Linked DNA regions of Sus scrofa: region 1 is linked to region 2. A link is a contact called in public Hi-C data. All regions are on one chromosome and are shown on one strand. The core of a region is the stretch at or near the end of the contact, and the rest is flanking DNA. Distances in the headings are between cores, read along the strand shown.

What was found. Hi-C and Micro-C count contacts between places; a contact is called where the count stands out from the background.
Region 1: a Hi-C map of embryonic fibroblasts shows a contact between it and region 2, with 2.9 times the contacts expected there. A contact is called at or near these places in 1 of 5 promoter capture datasets (fetal liver), 1 of 47 Hi-C or Micro-C datasets (embryonic fibroblasts) and 1 of 2 datasets of targeted methods (alveolar macrophages).

What each region holds. Positions count from the first base shown.
Region 1 is chr3:69,134,957-69,141,217 of Sscrofa11.1, forward strand. No RefSeq gene overlaps it. Among named protein-coding and RNA genes, the nearest start is that of ACTG2, 17 kb to the left of the region's middle.
Region 2 is chr3:68,823,848-68,830,045 of Sscrofa11.1, forward strand. It overlaps MTHFD2 (bifunctional methylenetetrahydrofolate dehydrogenase/cyclohydrolase, mitochondrial), which reads right to left. Exons shown (of 8, transcript XM_021087362.1): 2 at 4,652-4,836; 3 at 2,308-2,430; 4 at 1,614-1,766; 5 at 1,076-1,183. Among named protein-coding and RNA genes, the nearest start is that of MTHFD2, 6.7 kb to the right of the region's middle.

The DNA.
Region 1 (6,261 bases), core at 2,150-4,649, 310 kb after region 2:
CCAGCCACAGACACAGCAACTCGGGATCCGAGCCGCGTCTGCAACCTACACTACAGCTCACGGCAACGCAGGATCGTTAACCCACTCAGCAAGGGCAGGGATCGAACCTGCAACCTCATGGTTCCTAGTCTGATTCGTTAACCACTGCGCCACGACGGGAACTCCTGTCTGCAAATTTTATTGACCTCTCCTCAGTCTGGCCCATGGACAAATTGATTCGGCACTGCTACTCTACCTCATGGGCTAGAATAGGGAGAACAACTTTCCTGAGGGCTGATCCAGACTGAGCTCTGACAGCAGTACTTTTCCACTCATTAAAAAAAAAAAATCTGATACTATCTTTGGATGAGTTCATCGCATAGCCGCTTGCTATTTTTTTTTTTAAATGTAGGAATTCTCTTCTACTCCACTGATATGGCTTTATTTTCCTGGACAAAAAAATGGTCTCTATATACAACAGACCCTATTAGCTAATTATGAAGAGAGAAGGGCTACAGATCAAAATCTCCAACATTAAAGTTATTACCTAAGTAGGTAGTTCCATGTTATCCCCAAGTTCATAAGTGAGGAGACAACCCCACTGTCCAAAATTTGATTCCCCAAATTTGCTGTACAGAAACACTTTGTCGTGGTTACTGCAAGTCCCTTTTCTGCTGTAAAGTGGGAATCGGTGTACCAAGTGGGCCACGGGCTCTCTTACTCCACCTTGGTGAGCTGCGTTAAAACGAAACAAAAACCCTTTGAAAGTCGAGAGCCTCAGATCTTACTTAGCCACCAATTAAGAATGGCAGCTAAACCCCAGGTCCTTGCCAAAGATTATAATTCCAAGTTCGCTGTCACTAAATATTTATTAAAACGGCACCAAAGAGAAAACTGGAGTTGTTTAAAATCCATGCAGTCCATCTGCATTCTCAGATATGACAAAATACGTCCCTAGGTTAAACCAGATTCACAGACAGCTGGGTATCTGAGCTGAACTATGCTGCCTAGCTCCACCCCACCCCCTTTCCAGTAGAATTACTACATATTGTGCTTCAGTGAGATGCGATCTTTTATATGGAAAAGCATAACCCTCTATGTGCTGTTTGGGTTTATTACACAAATGTTTATAATATCCACAACATCACACATCATGTGCCCTAGTTGTGGGGGGATGGTAAGTGGTCATGGTTTACTGTTTCGCTCTATAACTGGATCTGCTTTGCTGTATCCTTGTAGTCTATATTCCTTTGTCCCTACATTCAATTAACTTTCTCTTGGTAATATTTTACATATCCTGGAAAACCTTCCTACTAGGTATCCAGAGTCTAGCATGGGGCTTGGCACTTAGTAGCCACATAGTAAATATTTGTTGAAATAATTAAAAGTGAAATACAAAAAATTATAGAGTATAAATTAAGTACTAAAAGTGGAGTATAAATAAAGATGAAAACATTCACTTCTCCCTAACTTGGGTTCCCTCAGTATTCACTCATGGAGTTGGTGTTCATCCTGTGTACACTCATCAGTTATGAAGAAATTGCTCCTGTGCTCTTTCATGGGACTATAGTTTCTTTTTTCTTTTTATGGCCATATTTGTGGCATATGGAAGTTTCTGGGGCTAGGAGTCAAATTGGAGCTGTAGGTGCAGGCCTGTGCCACAGCCACAGCAACACTGGATCCAAGCTACATCCATGACTTACACCACAGCTTGCAGCAATCCCAGATCCTTAACCCACTGAGTGAGGCTAGGGATCAAACCCCTATCCTTACAAAGACTAAGTAGAGTTTTTAACCGCTGAACCACAATGGGAACTCCAAGTTGCTTTATATTACTCCATCATTTTCTCCCTGAAGACAGAGTTTACTTCCTCTGTATGTATTTTGAAGAATACGCTGCACAAGCAGGTGCTTAATAAATCCAAGTTAAATAAATGACCATGGCCTGGATGTGTGACCCACCTTTGGGGGAGTGAAAGTGTTACTACCCAACAGTCCACCTGCTATTATCTAAAGCCAATAGCATTGGTGTTTCCATTTATGTGTTATTAGCTTGCTTACTTTGGGTCACTGGCCACAGTGATGATGGCAGGCCCTACCTTTTTCTTCCAGGCACTTATTGTAGACATCTATTGCTTTTGCCTGCCCAGCATCCATTCTTCCCTTAATGCCATCATTTTTCTTTGCAGAATGAATGTTCCCTCACTCCCAGTGCATGTAGTTCAGATGGGGTATAGACACATAACCTAGGACGGGAAATCAGAGTTTTCCATCCCCTTGGCCACAGTGGTTGGCCCAAAGACGAAGGCATGACAAAGCCATGACCAAAGTCATGACCCAACGACTCAATGACAGGACTTGTTGGAACTCCTGGACCCAGAATTTCTCTTTTTCCTGCTGGACTTACCAAGACAGTAGGATATAAACCCAAAACTGTCAAAGCTACCATATTGGAAAAACCTAATTAAATGAAAAACCTAATTAAATGAGTACATAAGAGCCAAGAGAACAACACAGAATAAGTCTTGATGACCATAGGTATGGGATTCGGCTGTGTCTAAACACCAGTTTGAATTCAGTTTTCTGTCATTGCAATGAAAATAATTCAAACCAACACTGGGTTTTGTTCCCATTATATGGTCTCTTCCTAGGCCAAGGCCAAGGGCCATATCAAAGACCTGGTGCTTATAGAGTAACACTGGGACTGGGGACTAAAATACTTGTGTGAACTTACCCTGAGTCCACCATGGTTCAATTAAAAATAATTTAAAACTCCTATGCCATGGAAATGTATAGAATACCAAGCTGGGTGAAAGAAGTTCTAGACACAGATGTTTAAGCAGGGGGCAGGGATGTGAAGAACTGTTCAAGGAGGCAAAGGGATCAATGCTATAGATGGCGTCAACCATATCTTGATGGAATCGTGGTCTGGTATGACACTATTGGGTTTTTTTAAAAGGCAAAGGGAGATGAAGCGAGGAGACCAAGGGGTAGGGAAGCTAACTCTAGGCAATGACTGAGGAATATTAAGAACAGGCTTACTTCCTTTAGTCTAAGTTGATGGTTGCACTTTCTTCACCCATCAATAACCCATTACTGTTTGTCCAACACAAGTAGCATACTATATTTTCACTCAGGCCCAGGAAAATAATGGAAATAACCCCGGGCCACTGTAGGAGTTCTTTTTTGGAGGAGGCTGAGGTGGGCAAAAGAAATCCTTCACTAGGAACTGAGCACAGAGGAGATTTGCTAAGAAGCCCAGATGGATGCACAGGAGTTCTTCAGGCCATAGCCCAAAAGTCTCTCTTCTTTCGGTCAATTCTTTCTCGGCTTTCCACCCTCCAGGTTTTGTCCAAAGATCTCTGCTGGCCTTTGCAGCAAGGTTTATGTTGAATGGGTTCCAGTGGTGAGGTCACCCTCATGGAAGGTTTCCATATATGACATGCCTCTGCTGCTGTGCCCAAGAGCATTCCTAAGGCCCTTTCACTGATGCTGTCCAAGAATAAGGTCTTGGCTGGATTCCCACACTGAAGGGGCAGTAGAGCTTTGGTTTCTGAAAATAGTAGGCATTGTCCTGTCTCTCCAATTACAAAAGCAATACATGTTCTCTGTAGAATATTTGGAAAATTGAAAAAAAGCATAGAGGGGGGAAAAAGAAAGCCTTCATGCCATAATTCTATCACCTACAGAAAACCAATATTAACATTTTGGTGTATTTCTTTCTCATAGTTTTAATGAATACATATATCTATATATATTTTAAGAAGGCAGTATTGCATTGTGGTTGCGTGTGGGTTTGGAAGTCTGACACCACTCATTTGGAGTTCTGTGGCCTTCAGCAACTTCAGAAAAGAACTCCCACAGTGGCCCAGGATTATTTTTGTCTTTTTCCTGGGTCTGAGTGAGAATGTAGTATGTTTCCTGTGTTGAACAAATAGTAGTGGGTTATTAGTGGGTGAAAGAAGTGGAAATATCACCTAGACTAAAGGAAGTAAGACTATTCTTAGACACTCCTCTGTCACTCCCTGTAGTTAGCTTCCTTTTCTCCAGGGAGTCCTCTCTTCACCTCAGTTTGCCTTTAAAAAGCCAATAGCATCATATTGAAGCACAATTCTGTCAAGATAGGGTCCATGCCATCTACAGCATTGTCTTACCCCCTTGAACAGTAAAGTTTGCTAATTCTTCATCTAGTCCTCCACCAGTACACTAATAATTTATCATGTTACCCAATAACAAAATTTCCCCCAATAGTCTTCATCTTTCCATTTTTAAAAATGGTTATTCCACTTACTGAAGAATCATTTTTTGATGATTTTTAAGTTAAAAAAATGAAATTTTTGTAGACTTGTATTTAAATTTATGGGTTATTTAAAGAGGAATTAACATCTTTAAAGCATTGAGACTATTCCTCATGGAATATGGAACGTCCATCTTTCCATTTATTTTTTCCATATCCCTCTGCACAGCTTCGTGTTCTTTACATAAGTCCTGCATGTTTCCTATTAATTGTGTTCCACGATATTTTATCGTTTTTGGTTGCTAGGGTGAAAGAGAAATCATTTTCACCCGGCCACAACTAGCTATTGACTGTACTAGAAAGCTACTTTAGAAGTTTTATATATATCTTTTAATGGACAACTTTGCAGCTATTTCTTATTAGGCCTGTTTTTTGCTTGTTTGTTTGTTTGGTTTTTTTTTTTTTTTTTTTTTTTTTGGCTACCCCACGGCACATGGAATTCCCAGGCCAGGGATCAGATCTGAGCCACAGTTGCAACCTACGTTGTAGCCAGATCCTTTAATCCACAGGTTCAATCTGCCAGGCTGGAGATTGAACCTGTGTCCTGGTGCTGCAGAGACCTCCTATTGTACCACAGCCGGAATTCTAGGGGAGTTTTAAAAATAAAGGAGTTCCTGTCATGGCACATCAGAAATGAATCCAACTAGGAATGCTGAGGTTTGGGTTCCATCCCTGGCCTCGATCAGTGGGTTAAGGATCCGGTGTTGTGGTGAGCTGTGATGTAGGTCGCAGACATGGCTCAGATCCCGAGTTGCTGTGGCTGTGGTGTAGACTGGCAGCTGTAGCTCTGATTAGACTCCTAGCCTGGGAACCTCCATATGCTGTGGGTGTGGGCCTAAAAAGCCAAAAAAAAAAAAAAAAAAGAATAAATGCTACTTCTCATCTTCAAAAACTTATTATCTACTGAGTCTTGAGCCTTTTTTTTTTTAATCTATATTAGTGGATTTCTTTTATGGGGCCAACATTACCTTCTCAATAAATTTATCAAATGCATCATGGGCTTGAGGGTTGGGCAGACCTGGGCTGCCATCCTAGCCCACTACTTACTGGCTGGGAGGTCATGGACAAGTTCTAAACAGGGATGCACAACAAAGGCTGGCAGTTATGACATATTATTCCTTCACTATATTGCTGAATTTGTTAATGCTCTTATTTAGGAAATTTTTATCTGTATTGTTGAGATTGATGTCAAATGTATATGTATGTGATTTATTAGGTTATGTTCATAAAAATGAAATATGTTCTTTTCATTCTTTTCATTTCTTTTCCCTTTCCTTTTATTTTTCTTTCTTTTTTTCTTTTTTTTTTTTTTTTTTTTTTTTTTTTTTTGCTATTTAGGGCCACATCTGTGGCACATGGAAGTTCCCAGGCTAGGGAGGTTGAATAGGAGCTACAGTGGCCAGCCTAGGCCACAGCCACAGCAGCGAGGGATCTGAGCCATGTCTGTGACCTATAGCACAGCTCATAGCAATGCTGGATCCTTAACCCACTGAGCAAGGCCAGGGATTGAACTCATTTCCTCATGGATACTAGTTGGTTTTGTTACTGCTGAGCCATAACAGGAACTCCACCCCCCTTTTTTTTTTTTGAATCTTTATGGTTTTCTTATTTTCCTAAGCTCTACAACAGTTAAAACAGCAAGAGATATTTATATACTCATGTCCACAGAAGCACTATTCACACTAGCCAAGAAGGAGAGTGTAAACTGACAGATGAATGGATAAAGAAAATGTGGCATACATACAATGGAATATTATTCAGCCTTAGAAAAGGACATTTTGACACATTTTACAACATAAATGAGCCCTGACAGCATTATGCCAAGTAAAACAAGCCAGTCACAAAAAGACAAATTCTGCATGAGTCCACTTATATGAAGTATCTAAAGAAGTACTGAGATAGAAAATAGAAGGCTGGGAGTTCCCGTCGTGGCACAGTGGTTAACGAATCCGACTAGGAACCATGAGGTTGCGGGTTCGGTCCCT
Region 2 (6,198 bases), core at 2,419-4,918:
TGACATATGGAAGTTCCTAGGCCAAGGGTGGAATCAGAGCTGCAGCTGCTGGCCTACATCACAGCCATAGTGACGCCAGATCCAAGCTGGTCTGAGGTCTACATCACAGCTCACAGCAACAATGGATCCTTAACCTGCTGAGTGGGGTGAGGGACTGAACCCACATCCTCATGGACACTAGTCAGGTCCACTACCACTGAGCCCTGAAGAGAACCAAGGACTTCTCTTAAAAGCATGCTGAAAGATAGCTGGAAATATTTAGTTTCACCATTATTTCTGATATAATCATTATGGTCATATCATAACCACACATGACAACTCTATTTTGAGGCTTTTTCTTAAATTAATGGAACCTGACATAATGACACATAAGCCATATCAATTCAATTCTTTAAAATCAGAGTTCCCATCGTGGAGCAGTGGAAACGAATCCAACTAGGAACCACAAGGTGGCAGGTTCAATCCCTAGCCTCGCTCAGTGGGTTAAGGATCCAGCATTGCTGGAAACTGTGGTGTAGGTTGCAGACACGGCTGGATCCCAAGTTGCTGTGGCTGTGGCGCAGGCTGGCAGCTACAGCTCCGATTCGACCCCTAGCCTGGGAACCTCCATATACCATGGGTGCAGCCCTGAAAAGACAAAAAAAAAAAAAAAAAAAGCCAAAAAATAAAATAAAATAAAAATTTTAAAAATGCTTTAAAATGGTCTAAGATTTTTTTCTACCAAATGGCACAGACCAGGATACAAACTTGGAATAAGAACTTGTTCTTAGCTCCAACTCTCAAAGCCGTAACTGAACTTTCTAATTGCCTACAACCATGCTGATACTTCAAAACACAAATTTATTTCTCAGGCAGATCTATTTCTGAACTAGTCCATCCTAAATGAATATAAATAAACTCCAGGTGATACCGAGCCCAGCTTCTCCTACAAAGATTACTCCCCAATTATCTGTTAACAAAATTACAACAAACATGAAGCTTAACGAAGTTAACACTTCCAAATAGCCACAGGGCAGCCTCTGGAGGTTCTCCCATAAGAGAGAAGGGGACACTCATGTGACAGCAATTTCCTTACCTCCGGGTCGCTCATGCGCCCCATCTGTGTGCAATAACATTGCAATGGGCATGCCAACGTTTTTTGATCTTCCAGCCACAACCACATTCTTCCCTAGGGTTGGAATGCCTGCAAAAAATATACAATTTGCATTTAGGATTGTGCCAGATTATCTTAGAAAGAGCACCTGAGGAAAAGGAAGGCTGATGGCCTAGGATGTGACTCTAATTGTGATAATGAAGGAAGTCACTACGCTTATTGCCTTAGCAGTCACCCGGACTATCACTTGCTACACATGATGGAGGCTCAAAGGACATGTTCTGTCAAGCTAGAAAATGCTACATGAATGTGCTATTAAGCTTAAGGTTCCCTCAGAGGTTTCTGGATTAAACAGGAGAAACAGTTGTAGGCATTGCTAAGAGAGAGCTAGGCTCTAGGGAGAAGGATGAGAAGACATAGGGTGGGAGTTTCCACTCTTTGCTACTCTGTGGGTTTTTACCATTTGTAAGTAGTGCTTTTGTGGTACTGAGACAGACATCCAGTTATGGGATATACCTACCAGTTCGCTTAATTATTTCCCACACACCCCATGGAGTAGCCGGTAACATGGAATTCTGGTCCAAGCACATTCGCCCGACGTTAATTACATGAAAGCCATCGACATCCTTGTCTGGAGAAACAGCATTGCAGATCCTTCTCTCATCAATGTGCTCTGAAAAAGAAATCCAAGTGGTGGTTTTAAGTCACTGCCACACAGTTAGCACTGCTTGACTCCGGCTTATCTGGTTTGCTGCAAAAACCCATTCTCCTTCTCCAACGTGCCCCCGTGACGTCTCTCTTCATCTGTGCACAAGGAACACACACCTAGCAAAGTCAAATGCTGAGATCAAAGCCAGGGTCCTCTTGTACCACAGCTTCCCTTCCCTGTCCTTTGCATCAAGATCTCAATACCAGAGTTCCCTTGCGGTGCAGCGGGTTAAGCATCTGGCGTTGTCCCTGTAGCAGCTTGGGTCGATGCCGTGGCACAAGTTTGATCCCTGGTCCAGGAACTTCCACATACTGTGGGTGCAGCCAAAACAATAAATTAATGAATTAAAAATTAAAAAAAAAAATCTGCCCCATATCTGATGACATATCTACTCTTGAGTTTAACTCCCCTTTGAGTCAAATCCACCCGAGGGGCCAGTTGTATAAAGGAAACAGGCCTCTGCACTCCTCAGAGATCATTTTAAATGGTGGTGTCCAAAACTCACCTGGAAGAGGCAGCTGAACAAGGAGGCCGTCTACATTATCATCATTGTTTAGTTTACTGATTAAACTCAACAGTTCTTCCTCTGAAATTGAAGCTGGTTTCATAATTGTCTCACTGCTGATTCCTACAAGAAAATTTCAAAGTTTAAAAAAGAAACCCATGTAGGAGTTCCCATTGTGGCTCAATGGTTAACGAATCCGACTAGGAACCATGAGGTTGCGGGTTTGATCCCTGGCCTTGCTCAGTGGGTTAAGGATCCGGCGTTGCCGCGAGCTGTGGTGTAGGTTGCAGATGAAGCTTGGATCCTGCGTTGCTGTGGCTATGGTGTAGGCCGGCGGCTACAGCTCTGATGAGACAGACGCCTAGCCTGGGAACCTCCATATGCTGCAGAAGCGGCCCTAGAAAAGCCAAAAAGACAAAAAAAAAAGAAAGCCATGTAAACCAGCTTTGATAGAAAAAATAAAAATCATTTAAAAAATTAAAAAAAAAAAAAAGCCCAGAGGCAGGAATTCCCATTGTGGCTCAGTGGGTTAAGAACCCAACTAGGATACAGGTTCTATCACTGGCCTTGCTCAGTGGGTTAAGTATCCAGCATTGCTACAAGCTGTGGTGTAGGTCACAGATACAGCCTGGATCCTGAGTTGCTATAGCTATGGTGTAGGCCAGCAGCTGCAGCTCCAATTTGACCCCTAGTATGGAAACTTCCATATGCCCCAGGTGCAGCCCTAAAAAGAAAAAAAGGAAAAAAAAAAAAAAAAAAAAAGAGACATTTATTGAGGCAATGCTATGCTGCCTGCCACACTACCGGCTAGGTTTTTTTTTGTCATCATACCCACCCTGGTAGCTAAAAAGCTTGAGCAGGCTCACAAAGAATCTTAACTAACTTCTCTAATACAGACATTAAAGAATCCTAGTTTGATACTTTTTATACATTATTCTAGATGATCCTCATCAACCTCCTTTTCTAGACAAGGCTCAGCAAAACTGAACCACAAGCTGGCTAGTGACAAAGCCAATCTTTCCAGTTCCAAAATCCATGTTGTTCCCACTGTGCCATGCTACCTCCCATCCAGTGTCTTAATGGTTTACTATTTTCTAGAGGTTCTAAAGGTTTTTCAGTGAAAAGGGCAGGAGGCCTCAACCCTCAATGATAAAGAACAGAATACACCAAGGGCTCACAGTCCACTAATACTACCCAGATATGCCAGTGGTTTCACACCCCTTAGAAGAGCAGGGCACAGTGCTAAGACCAGTGACTCACATATAAGTGGCAGGCATCAGTTGAGCCTACCCTCCTCTGGTCTACGGTCATCCAGTCTGCAATATAGTAAAGCCAAGAACACAGACCTCCTGTCACTCAGACCTGCACCCTCTGCATCCAAACCTCCAACTACTTCGAAATGCATGACTGAATTGCTTTGGAATGAACTGGTGGGGAAATTGAAGGCTATTTCAAAGAAGTCAGAGTCATTTCCTTCAAATCCATGACTGTGTTCTAGGCCACATCACCAAGGTCTCCTCCACCAAGTGCTCAAACACCTCTTTCAGGGATTCATTACTGCTCAAGGAAAGCAGATGTACACTTGTATTCAAGGTCACCTATCGAAGGTTAAGACTAGGGCAGAATTTAGCTTACATCCCAGAAGACACCAAAAATACCAACCATATTCCTTCTGTCCTAGTCTCTAAGCCTCCCCCAAATACAGCCTGAATCTTTATGACAAATATTAGACACAGCTCAATCACATTAACTTCTTCTGCTTGGGTTTTCAAATCAGAAAAAGAATAATATAAAATAGATAACTAACAAGGACCTATTGTATTGCACAGGGAACTCTACTCAATAATCTGGGAGTTCCCATTGCGGCTCAGTGGGTAAGAACCTGAGACGGTATCCATGAGGATGCAGGTTCAATCCCTGGCCTTGCTCAGTGAGTTAAGGATCCAGTGTTGCCACAAGCTGTGGCATAGATTACATATGCAACTTGGATCCTGTGGTGCTATGGCTCTGGCATAGGCCAGCAGCTGTGGCTCCAATTTGACCCCTAGCCTGGGAACCTCCATATGCTGCAAGTGTGGCCCTAAAAAAAATGAAAAATACAAAAATTTTTAAAATAAAAATTCTGTAATAATCTGTATGGGAAAATAACCTGAAAAAGAATAGAGAGACATTTTTCACTTTGCTGTGTACCTGAAACTAACACATTGTAAAGCAAGTATATGCCAATAAAATTTTTTTAAATTTAAATAATAAAAAAATAGAAAAAGGAATAATGAACTACAATAGGGTTTGCCTTGGATAAATCTCGATTTAAAAGCTGGCGGGGTCTGAGAGTGACACATACCCACATCGGCAGCTGTTCTGGTTTTGTTGAGGACATAAGAGTGACTTGCAGGGTTCTCACCAACCAGGACCACACTCAGGTGTGGTCGCTTGTTGCCTGATGCCACCCACTCCTCCACCTCCTGCCGCACTTCCTGCTTGATCTGCTCAGCAAGCTTCTTTCCAGAAATGACAACAGCTTCACTTCTGCAGAATGCAACAGAGACACAAGAATTTTGGGAAAGATCAGACTACAAAAATGTTGTTGCTGGTTTTTTTGTTTGTTTTTTGTTTGTTTTTTTGTTTTTGTTTTGTCTTTTCTAGGGCCACACCCACAGCATATGGAGGTTCCCAGACTAGGGGTCGAATTGGAGCTATATCCATTGGCCAACGTCACAGCCACAGTAAGGCAAATCCAAGCCATGTCTGCAACCTACACCACAGCTCACAGCAATGCCGGATCCTTAACCCACTGAGCAAGGCCAGGGATTGAACCCACCATTTCATGGTTCCTGGTCGGATTCGTTAACTACTGAGCCACGACAGGAACCCCCCAAAAATGTGTTATTAAACACATTTCCAACACAGTTCCAGTTGTAGCTCAACTGAAATGAATCTGACTAGCATCCATGAGGATGCAGGTTCAATCCCTGGGCTTGCTCAGTGGGTTAAGTATCCACAGTTGCTATGGCTGTGACGTAGGCTGGAAGCCGCAGCTCTGATTGGACCCCTAGCCTGGGAACTTCCACATGCCTCAGGTTTGGCCCTAAAAAGGCCCCACTGAAAACAACATTCATAAGGAATGTTCCAACTCCAAGACCAATGATGAATACAGCTGTTTCAAACGTAGAAACAATATATTTCCCCTTAGAGCACATATTTAATCCTCAGGGATAATATCAAGGATATCTTACATGATCAGATATAATTAATTCTTAAGGCCACTGTTAATTAAAATGGAATTTTAAAGCTTTAATTGTCATTAAGCCTTCAAAGACTGCTTTTCATTTGCATTGTGATTAAAAATCTACTTTAAACCAAATCTCAATGTTTTAGACATAATGCAGCAAATTTATATTAATTTGTATTTGCATCTTTTGACATATTAAGAAGATACTGCAGTTTTATACCAAACCAAATGCTTTTCCCCAGATTCTCTGTGATAATACTAGCACAGCACAAAATATCTAAGAGCATTTCATACATATTCGTGGAATATTAAGGAATTGAAAACATGTTAATATTTACAAATCCATTTCAGATGTATGGTTGACACAATATTATTTTGGGTTTGTTTTTTGTTTGTTTGTTTTTCTTTTTAGGGCCCAATCTGAGACATATGGAAGTTCCTGGGCTGGGAGTCGAATTGGAGCTGCAGCTGCCAGCCTACGTCACAACCCCGACAACTCGGGGACCCGAGCTGCATCTGTGACCTACGCTGCAGCTTGCGGCAATGCCAGATCCTTAACCCATGGAGTGAGGCCAGGGATTAAACCCACATCTTCATGGATATTAGCTGGATTCTTTAACCTGCCGAGTCACAACAGGAACTCTCCTGGTGTGTTCTTG